Regions from separate parts of the Bombyx mori genome. Here region 2 is linked to region 1. The links are chromatin contacts, called in public Hi-C maps. All regions are on one chromosome and are shown on one strand. The core of a region is the stretch at or near the end of the contact, and the rest is flanking DNA. Distances in the headings are between cores, read along the strand shown.

Region 1 (5,260 bases), core at 2,508-5,007:
TACTATAGATGGGCAGGCTTATGATGGCGCACCTGGTGCTAAGTAGTTAATTGTCCCTATAGATAGTTATATCTTTGTGAATGCCACCAGCCGCTTTTAGATATGGATACTGTTTTGTACGACGGCGGTCCGAACCTTCGAACCGGAATTACTGCTTCGCGACAGAAATACACAGGATGGTGTTACCAATCCGTGGTGAGATGTCGAAATATTGAGGGTTTTGTTTCCTCATCGTCAACGTTGTTCTTGGAAACGTGCGACTTACCTCTACGTGTTTACTTTTAAAAGATTAAAACATTAGTATTCGAACCCCGGTATAATGGAATCACTCGATATGTGTGAGTGCACTGGACAGCTTGCCCGTTAGCTATGAAAATTTATAGGGTATGTGCTCAGCAACGAACGTCTCGAGCTACTAATAATAAATAAATAATAATATAAATATTTACTAACAGTCACGCCACGTTAACTGGTCCCGTGATAAGTTCGTATAGAACTTGTGTTACAGGTACCAGATAACGGAAATAAATATAAGATTTTTATTATACACATACACATATTTAATGTACATCCATAACCCTGGAAAAGACATTTATATTTATCACACAAATATCTTCCCTTGGCGGGATTCGAACCCGCGACCCCCTTGTGTAGTGACCATGTCATTTACCACTACACCAGACGGCCGTTGAATGATTGCTAATGATTCTAATGAATACGTTAGTATAATAACACAAAGGTAATTAAAAACTAAGTAAATTAACTCGAGCTCTCATCATTACGGTTCTTGTTTTAAAGTTTTAAAATACCAAAGACATGATATTTTTACAGGAAGCACTCGACTTCCCGTGTTTACCTTTAATTAAATTGGAACGGTGTTTCTTAATTAGAGTCCCGGGAGAATTAAAAACTTGTACCAAAGATAACCGAATATCATGATTAGATTTCTAAAGAATACCGCCGAAAGAACAACAATAAAAATGTATTGTCATCATTATTTGAAACGTTTTTGTGAAGTCTTAATTAATTTATGAAGGCCACAATTTATGTTGGAGTTTAGAAATTACTTAGAAAATTTCGCATCAAGAACCGTTCGAAAATAGATTTGTGTTAGAAAATACAAACATTCACAACATAATATATCACTGGTGGTAGGACGTCTTGTGAGTCCGCACGGGTAGGTACCACCACCCCGCCTATTTCTGCCGTGAAGCAGTAATGCGTTTCGGTTTGAAGGGTGGGGTAGCCGTTGTAACTATACTGAGACCTTAGAACTTATATCTCAAGGTGGGTGGCACATTTACATTATAGATGTCTATGGGCTCCAGTAACCACTTAACACCAGGTGGGCTGCGAGCTCGTCCACCCATCTAAGCAATAAAAAAATATATATATGTAAGTGCGGGTCTAAATGAAATCACTCTTTTCTTGGGTTTCACTATACTTTTTATTTTATTCTTAGAGAGCACTTTGAACACGTCTTACTCCTAATGGCGGCGTCGTGCGAGAGAGCGAGCTAGAGCTACATCCGTCCCTTTCACACAGCATGCGTTCAGAATCTTTCACTCGTTCAGAAATGTTTTACAATAATTAGAAATATTAGTAATAATTAAATAATTAAATCCTACATATATATATATATATATATATCGACCTTCGCAAGGCACTGTTAAAAAACGTCCGAGAAATGTTAGGGGAGCGAGAGGCGCACTTATGCTTTCAGACGGATTCTAAGTCACAGATTCTTTAACGACGCCGTACTTATCTTATACCTTTAAACGAGCAATTCTTGTATATTAATATATATCTATATAATCTGAATCTCGGAAACGGCTCCAACGATTTTCATAAAATTTAGTAAACAGGGGATTTTGGGGGCGATAAATCGATCTAGCTACGATTTATTTTCAGAAAATGTTGTTTTATTCGTGTTTTCAATAATCAACTCTTAATAATACTATTTTTCTTAATTGACGACAACTAACCGCTTTAAAGACACAATAAGATGGCGTTACCAAAACCGAGCAAAGCTCGGTTATCGCCTAGTTAGTAATAATGACATGAGCTTCTCATACAATTCATAGCTACGGAAATAAATTTTATTAGAGTAATTATAACCTCGATTTAACTTGAATTATCTCTTATATCACAACAATCAGTTTGAAGATACTATAGATTTCATTTCAATTTTCAACTGATTAAGTTCGCCTCGATTCTACCGGCAGTAAATTTGGTATTAATAATTTTATTGTGAATGTTATTATACTGGAAACGTTCGGGCCGTTCACCTTACGGTTGTCACTAAAAAATATATTTAAATCCGTACATTTTCCTTACGTTTGTTAATAGATAATAAATAAATAAAATGAAACAAAAATTGAAAAAATTGAAATTCATCTAATAAATGAAAAATAATATAATTGTTTAAAAAAACTAATAAAATACGCTTTTATAGAAAAGCCAACTAAAAATTAGAAAATAAATTCTAATAAATTTGAATTAAAAATAGTGTAAGAAAAAATGATTTTATTGTAAAGAAGCGTGGGGTGCTTTACAGGATATCAAAATAACCCTTCTACTCATATCTGTTCATAAAATATTTATAACTACTGATACCATGTACCCCACGCTTTTTTTACACTAAAATCAGTTTTCCTTACACTATTATTTAAATTAATTCAATTATTAAAATTTAGTTTCTATATTTTATTTGGCTTTTCTATAAAAGCGTATTTTGTTAGTTTTTTTAAACTATTATGTTTTTATAAAACTATTTAACGTTCAGATGAAATTTGAAATGAAATTGCAAACTGAAATACAAATTTCACCTATACTTACCCTTGTCCGGTATAAAAAGGAGGTTTCTGAACGGCGGAGGAGCGTCCTCCACTAACTCTACTACTAACGATCTTGTTATAGACTTTGACGTCACAAATGTCTAGGCTTCGTTGCTTCACTCAACTACTTTGAGTATCCGCCATGTTTCAACGATTCTGAATTCAAATCCTATGCAAACGATTCGAATTGATGTCATAAAATCGATTGCGTAATGCATCTCTCGATATTGCAATGTAATCTATCAATTTGTTTCGCCAATCATTACACGGTTGGGGACACTCAAGATCGTTGTGATCATTAGGTTATTGATCTTCGATCCCCTTTTTGTGGAAATAACGTTTAGAAAACGTGATTTGAAACGTGACGTCATTTATAAATTATGAAGTTCATTTACATAATTTCTGTTTAAACCAAATAATTCCTAAAGTTTTTCCTTATTTAATATAATTTAAACATTAACAATGAGCGATGAGTGAACAAATCTTTTTTCTATTTGTTTCCAATTATTGTTATGATATACGTTAATTTATCACCCACTTATCATTGTTTATACGATAACAACCATTAGCCTTCTCTATCTTTCGTTTAGCTCAAACTAATTAACCAACATTTGTGATGGCAAAGTATTTTTCAAACCACGTCAAAGACTGTAATGTTACGGGGGCGTGTGACGTCACGCCTCTGCAGCTCAGTTGTGATTAATACAGAATATACCTCGTTACATGCGACAATATGACGTCACTACATTGGCTAGCGAACTAAGTTATGACTGATTGTCGTTCGATTTTTTTAAATTTTGTTTCGTTGAATTACCAACATAGGAATCTTAAAAATTTCATATCAAAATAGGGTAGTGCACAATATTAGTAATAGCGTGTATTTTATTCAAGAGCGTAACTGCTAAGATGCCTTTTAAATGAGTCTAGACGTCTATGTACAAGGGGTATTCGTGCAATAATACATTGTTTGAATGTCTAGCATTCCTATGCTCATGCAATTGCATAGCAAATGAGTATAATATGCAGGTCTGCAGTTTGCTTTCCGAGTGTTTTGCATATCGGCGTCGAGTGCCACTCGCCTAAGCTTTCAGACTGAGCCTTCGAACACCAGATAATAATGAAATGTACCGCGATTAAAATATCTGATTAATGATTTGAAAACAAATTCACGTAATGTTTTTTTAGGATTCGAATTCTTATAAATTACATTATGCTGACATGGATATGTAGTATATGCTATTTCAAATAATCAATTATCGTACGCATGATCGAGTAGCCAACATGATTTATATTCGTGTTTCCTGCACGGTTGAATTAATTTTTTTGCCCACGAATTCAATTGCATATCTAAACTTTGTATCAATAATAGTACCTATTCGTGCATCTGTCGCAGTATTTTAGACATGGTAGGAATCAAAGATAAAACACTAAAAAGTTATCCTAAAAATTAACAAGCATAAAAATATAAACGCCGGCAATGCAAGCATACTACTACTTTCATTGGCAGTATAATGCGTTTTCCTGCTTTGAAATTATTTGTTTGAGATATTAGAGTTTTCGCTACATTTTGTGTATTGTATGCGCGGCCTTTTGCGGCTTCTCTTCATTTTCAATAACGCAAACTTTGAGAACATTTGAAAGAATTGTAAAGAATGTGAAAAAGTTTTCATGCTAAGAAGCTTCAATGTTAAAAATACAAAGAGTATTGTGAATTCAATTTCATCGAGTGGCATTTTTTAATATTGTTATGGTAGTATTGTTCAATTCATTTACGCTTCATTAAAATATCGTGTAATAATACGAATAAAAGGCTTCGTTAAATATGCTTTCACTATTCAAAGCAGACCATACTCATTATTTTAACTTTTCTTTCCCAAATCCCACGCCTATACTGTGAATACCACTTAAACAGGTGTATTATTGTTTGAATTGTATAATTCTCCTGTGACTTTTCTCTTGTGATTTCATTTCGCGTAACGTTAATAACAACGGGACGTTAGTCATTGTTGTTTTCCAATAAACTTCGGTATGTGTGAGTGAAGAGGATCTAGCATTGATCTATACTAATATTATAAAGCTGAAGAGTTTGTTTGTTTGAACGCGCTAATCTCAGGAACTACTAGTCCCATTCTTTCAGTGTTAGATAGCCCATTTATCGAGGAAGGCTATAGGCTATAATATAACATCACGCTAAGACCAATACAAGCGGAGCATCAATAAAGAATGTTTCAAAATCGGGTTTTTTTCCCTTTTGAGAGCTTCCGCTGCATACGCTGCAGAAGCGGTTAAAGTTTCGCTAAAAGAATGTATGACAGAATTGTTCCCCTTTAAAAGACCTAAAAAAAAGTCCGCGACACCATATGTTTATATGTTAAAGTTGGCTCACTATAACCTTTTTTATGCTAACCAAATTTGTTCTAATA
Region 2 (4,974 bases), core at 1,446-3,945, 50 kb before region 1:
TCACAGTTGAGGTAGTAACGTATAGTATTAGTACAGAATGTGGTACAGTTCGATTGAAAAACAATACAATTTAAGATTTACATATATCTTTGTCAATATATATATCTATTTATCATTAAAATGATCAATTTCTTTTGTAGTTGTATATTATGTTTGGTGAAATAAATAAAAATCTAAATCTAAAAATCTAAATTCCTTGCTGTTGTACAATTAGGTAAATTATATTTGTTTAATAAAAGATGCATACTTAGCCTCCTTTGCCTTATGTATTGCAGCGATCTCAGTAAGCTCCCTATCATAAATGTAGTCTTGGCATTGAGCACAGAAGACATTTCCATAGCTAAGGTCAACATACAGGAAGTGTTTCTTAGATTTGGAGTGTTCTTGAATATGACCAGCATAGCATGCAAAGTAGATACAGTGGAGACATGAATGCATACGAGGTCCAGGCTGGCCACAAGCAAAGCAGAGACAGGATGTTGCCTGAAACATCAATCATTCAATGTTGTGTGCAATTGTTACTAACAATTAGTTTAATTTAAATGGCATTGTTACTTAAATTGTTATTAGTACAAGAATTGTAATTATAGAAACTTCTGAAAAAGCAAATCGTTTTTTAATCTTTTTATTTTTTTTTACTACCTAAGCTGATGGTCTAGTCTCTAGAGAGACCATGTCAGCGTCGCCGGGCTAATCACGAGTCGTGTGTATTTTATAGTATTTATATGAAAGCTACGCTAAGCTATCACGAATAAAGACCACGCGTTTTATAAATTCCTCCCCTTATGTGTAAATTTCTAATAACAGAACACAATTCTGTGCTGTTTAGTTAAATTTACCATTGAAACACATAAATGGATGACAAAGAAATCATATTTGTAGTTAATATCAATGTTGCTGAAGTAAAATCAATAATGTGCAACGCTCAAGATTGAACGGCGCATCGTAATTGCGACTAAACGCAAACAGCTGTTTCGAGGTCAAAGATCACTAATCAGCTGATTACAGATTTTAGCACAAAAATATCTCACATAATTTCATACTAGTTTAATAAAACAATCCTTATTTTTCTCATTTTTCTTTACTTTTCATAAACAAATCAAACAGTTTTATTGGAACAATTTGCAGCGCAGAAACATTTTTGTACAGGTCTTTCGCATTTTTTTAAATATAGCTTTTCTTTTAAAAGAAGTATCTTACCTTGTATCTCCGTGCTTCATACGACGTACAGGAAACAAAAAATGCATGTACGATTTTATATGGGTTAGTGCCTTTAGCAGCCTTAAAATTATTTAGGTGTATGCAACCATTGTCATTCATTATTTTGGCTTGTAAATTCACCGGTTACAAAGATATCTCGCTGACAGAAATTAGAATGAAAGCATAATAAGATAATGACGGTCGGTAACCAAAATAAAAATAACAAAACACTAATACTGAAAACAAGCAATTAAATGAAAATTTAAAATTCTGAACCAAGAAATCGAATCTGACTGCTGATCGGTATATCAGGAGGTATATTATCTATGCTGCTGAAGCTGACTTGAATGAAATTATTTGACTCTAAGCTGTGAACGGGGCGCGGGGTGTGTGTGTGTTTTCTTTTAAGGGATTTTATGACCTGGTAACTAAGACCTTTAAGTCATGTCTTATTTTAATTTATATTCTTATTTTTTTGAAAAATGATATTATGGAGTGAAATGAAATGAAGATGATTAATTTGAGACATTAATCAGCTGGGATGAAATAAAATGAAATGAGATGATATGAGATGAAACATAATCTCAGTACTCTCAGTAAAATGGTGGTCATTTACTGAGATTTTTTCAGGGGGCTTTTTGGAGGATCCCGAGAAGCTACGTCCAGCGGCTTTATTTAATTTTCCCACATTTGTGCACTTTCACAGATATTAAACAGTTAATAAACCACAATTATTACACATTTAAACCTGAAGAAACACTAAATAAACAAAATAAAACAAATCACACAACTTCACTCCTCGCGTTCCCACCAAAAAGTCCGCGGGGTGTCGGTAAGGTGCTGCGTAGATTATAACGATTCAACGCACCGGACTATACATACATAGAGAAATTATTTTTTTTTAAGAGATTTTATGACCTGGTAACTGAGACCTTTAAGTCATGTCTTATTTTATTCTATATTCTTAATTTTATGAAAAATGATATTATGGAGTGAAATGAAATGAAAATGATTAATTTGTGACATTAATCAACTAGGATGAAATTAAATGAGATGATATGAGATGAAATCTAATCTCAGTAAAATGGTGGTCATTTACTAAGATTTTTCAGTGGACTTTTTGGAGGATCCCGAGAAGTTACGTCCAGCGGCTTTGTTTCATTTTCCCACATTTGTGCACCTTCACAGATATTAAACGGTTAATAAACCACCATTATTACACATTTAAACCCGAAGAAACACTAAATAGACAAAATAAAACAAATCACACAACTTCACTCCTCGCGTTCCCGCCAAAAAGTCCATAGAGAAATTACATTTGTTCTAACCATAGATTATACACTTAATATATTCGAGTTCTAACCATGGAGTTCTATCCTCTATAAGTTTCTGGCTGGATCTTCTCAGTGGGTCACGATTCCAATCCTTTGGTAGATTCTGCGAAGCACTACTCTTGCTAGGGCTCTTGTTAGCAAATTCTCTCAGGTTGAGCCCGTGAGCTCCAACCATTCGGGCGTAGCTGGAATAGCCTCTTAGGTAGGGAAAAAAAATCCATGGCTCTAACATGCAATAGGGAGTTCAACTCAGCTCAAAAAAAGAAATCTGTACATCACATGCAAAAGATTGACAGATTTTCTTTATTGCGTAGATGAATTTATGAGTGTTAATAACGCGGATTTCTCATCTTGCGATTTGGGGTCAATATTTTAATTGTATTAAACAACGCCTGTAAACCCTTCAGACCCGAACGCATAGCTCCTTTGATTTAAGCTGGGTGGATGGTCATAATATAACACTAATAAATACAAATGTTTTATACTTAGATAACGCTGCTTGTTTAATGTAAATGGTGAATCACATAGCAGCTTTTTACGAGATAAAAGGAATAATAAAGGAACCCAAAGACAGCTTAACTGGCCAAATTATCATATTTTAAGCATGAACAGGGTGGCCATTGCTATAAAAGTGAAACTAAAATATTCTAGTTCGCTTGTGGAAGCGAGACTAACTTTTCGATAGAGTAGACATTTCTTTGGGTACTTAAGTGCTGTTTCAAGCATAAGTGTATAATCTATATTTCAAGCTATTTGTTGAAATGTTGTAAATAAATATGGCCGCGAGTCATTCAATAATGATGTAAACTTTTGTTTACTGTTTTTAAATTATTTTGAGAAATGATAAGTGATTTTGAAAATCTATCCCTTAGTGGAAGCAATGGTCCCAATAATCATACTGATCCATTTACTCATACGGGTGAGTGTCATGGTAATTTAATTTGTGGACGTGAAGATGTTTTGCTACTATAATGACCTCAATGGCCACTATTATGTGCCATGGATTAATATGGTCATCATACCGTTATTTTCAGAGCTGACAGCTGAACAGCAGAAGACTTTGATTGATATACGACGTAGGAAAACAGAGTTACTGCTAGAAATACAGGTCGGTACAATTTGCTAATCTAATCAATCATGTTCTTGAGTTAGCTTCACCTGTTATCTCGCAATTACCTTACGTTAACGCGGTAAACAGTTCTGTCCTTGTACACGTATAAAACTTGCTTCATACCGGTTTTCTATTGTACGTAATATTCTTATACCAAGTCTAGTTAATGCTACTAGGTGGAAATATTAGTATTTATGGAATTCAATCAAATGAGATACTTGTTTAATATAACATGGTTCTACATTACTTCTTTGTAATGTCTTATTGTAAAGAAATATTAGAAATATAGATATAGTTCACAGGATAAATTGAAAAAAGTAAATGAATTATCTATAAATACAAAAATTAAAGAAAAATCATCTTAAGTAAATAATGATAATATTGAGATCTCATATCAACAATTCATCAAATAAAACTAAGTACATAGCCACTGTCTCAAACTTGCAAACAAATGACAAGTATGCAAAATTCCATAATCTTTAATTTAATGTTATGAACGTTTTGTATGTGTTACAAACATTTTATATTTATCATTTATTTTCTTTATCAAATGAAGAAACAGACAAGTAGATATTATTTAAAAAAAATATGCAAAATTTAGGTTAGAAGATCTTTAATGAGGAGTAATAAGACACCCCTAAGACAGAAAATGATAAATATCATAAAAAAGTATACATATATCATTGCTTTACATCGGTATTTTCCAACATGGGGCCCACGTCCCCCAAGGATCAAATTGGTAATTAAGGGGGCAAATCACACTAAGTCAATATAGAAAATCTGTATTAAAATTATTTTGAATTAGAATTTCAGTTTTTTGTTGTATTTTTTTAAATATTATTTATTGTGTTCTGATAACAATTTCATAGTGATTTCTTCCTAAAACCTATGATTTATGTTTCTTAAGTGAACAAATCAATTTTTTTATGTTAAAAATTATATATGGGAGGCATAAAAATTTAAGAAATGTTACAGTGTGGCCTGGTACAAAAGAGGTTGGAAAACACTGCTCCAGATAGTATGAAGCATTTAGTAGTTCCCAGTTGAAATGAGAGATCCAAGTGTCATTATCATTACTTTTCTCATCCATTTAAAATATGTGTGATTTTTCATGAAAACAATTTTTTCAATTTTAAAGTCATAGAATATTATTGGGTAAAACTTTATTATTATTACTGGCTTGATATAATTACACCAAGTTATCTACAAATTAAGATCTCCAAGTTGTAGATACAAGTGGATGAAGTTAGAGGCCTTCAATAGAAATGCTTTTCTAGATTTTTTCACTCCTACTAGAGTTGTTCAGGCTAGAGACGTTTATGATTAAAA

Evidence for each region. Hi-C and Micro-C count contacts between places; a contact is called where the count stands out from the background.
Region 2: a Hi-C map of midgut shows a contact between it and region 1, with 2.3 times the contacts expected there. The contact joins the promoter of LOC101739334 here to the enhancer-like site in region 1. A contact is called at or near these places in 5 of 7 Hi-C or Micro-C datasets (middle silk gland, midgut, posterior silk gland and 2 more).

The regions. Positions count from the first base shown.
Region 1 is chr17:10,199,433-10,204,692 of ASM3026992v2, reverse strand. All of the region lies in intron 3 of LOC101739334 (cytohesin-1), which reads left to right. Among protein-coding and RNA genes, the nearest start is that of LOC101739334, 49 kb to the left of the region's middle. Within about 2 kb of position 3,757, at least 7 of the 8 cell types and tissues checked have open chromatin away from gene starts, as enhancers often do.
Region 2 is chr17:10,249,127-10,254,100 of ASM3026992v2, reverse strand. It overlaps LOC101739334 (cytohesin-1), which reads left to right and starts at 2,695. Exons shown (of 9, transcript XM_004932427.5): 1 at 2,695-3,453; 2 at 3,569-3,642. The coding sequence starts at 3,375. LOC101739561 (ubiquitin carboxyl-terminal hydrolase nonstop) reads right to left here and starts at 2,503. Exons shown (of 7, transcript XM_004932428.5): 1 at 1,201-2,503; 2 at 248-483. The coding sequence starts at 1,320.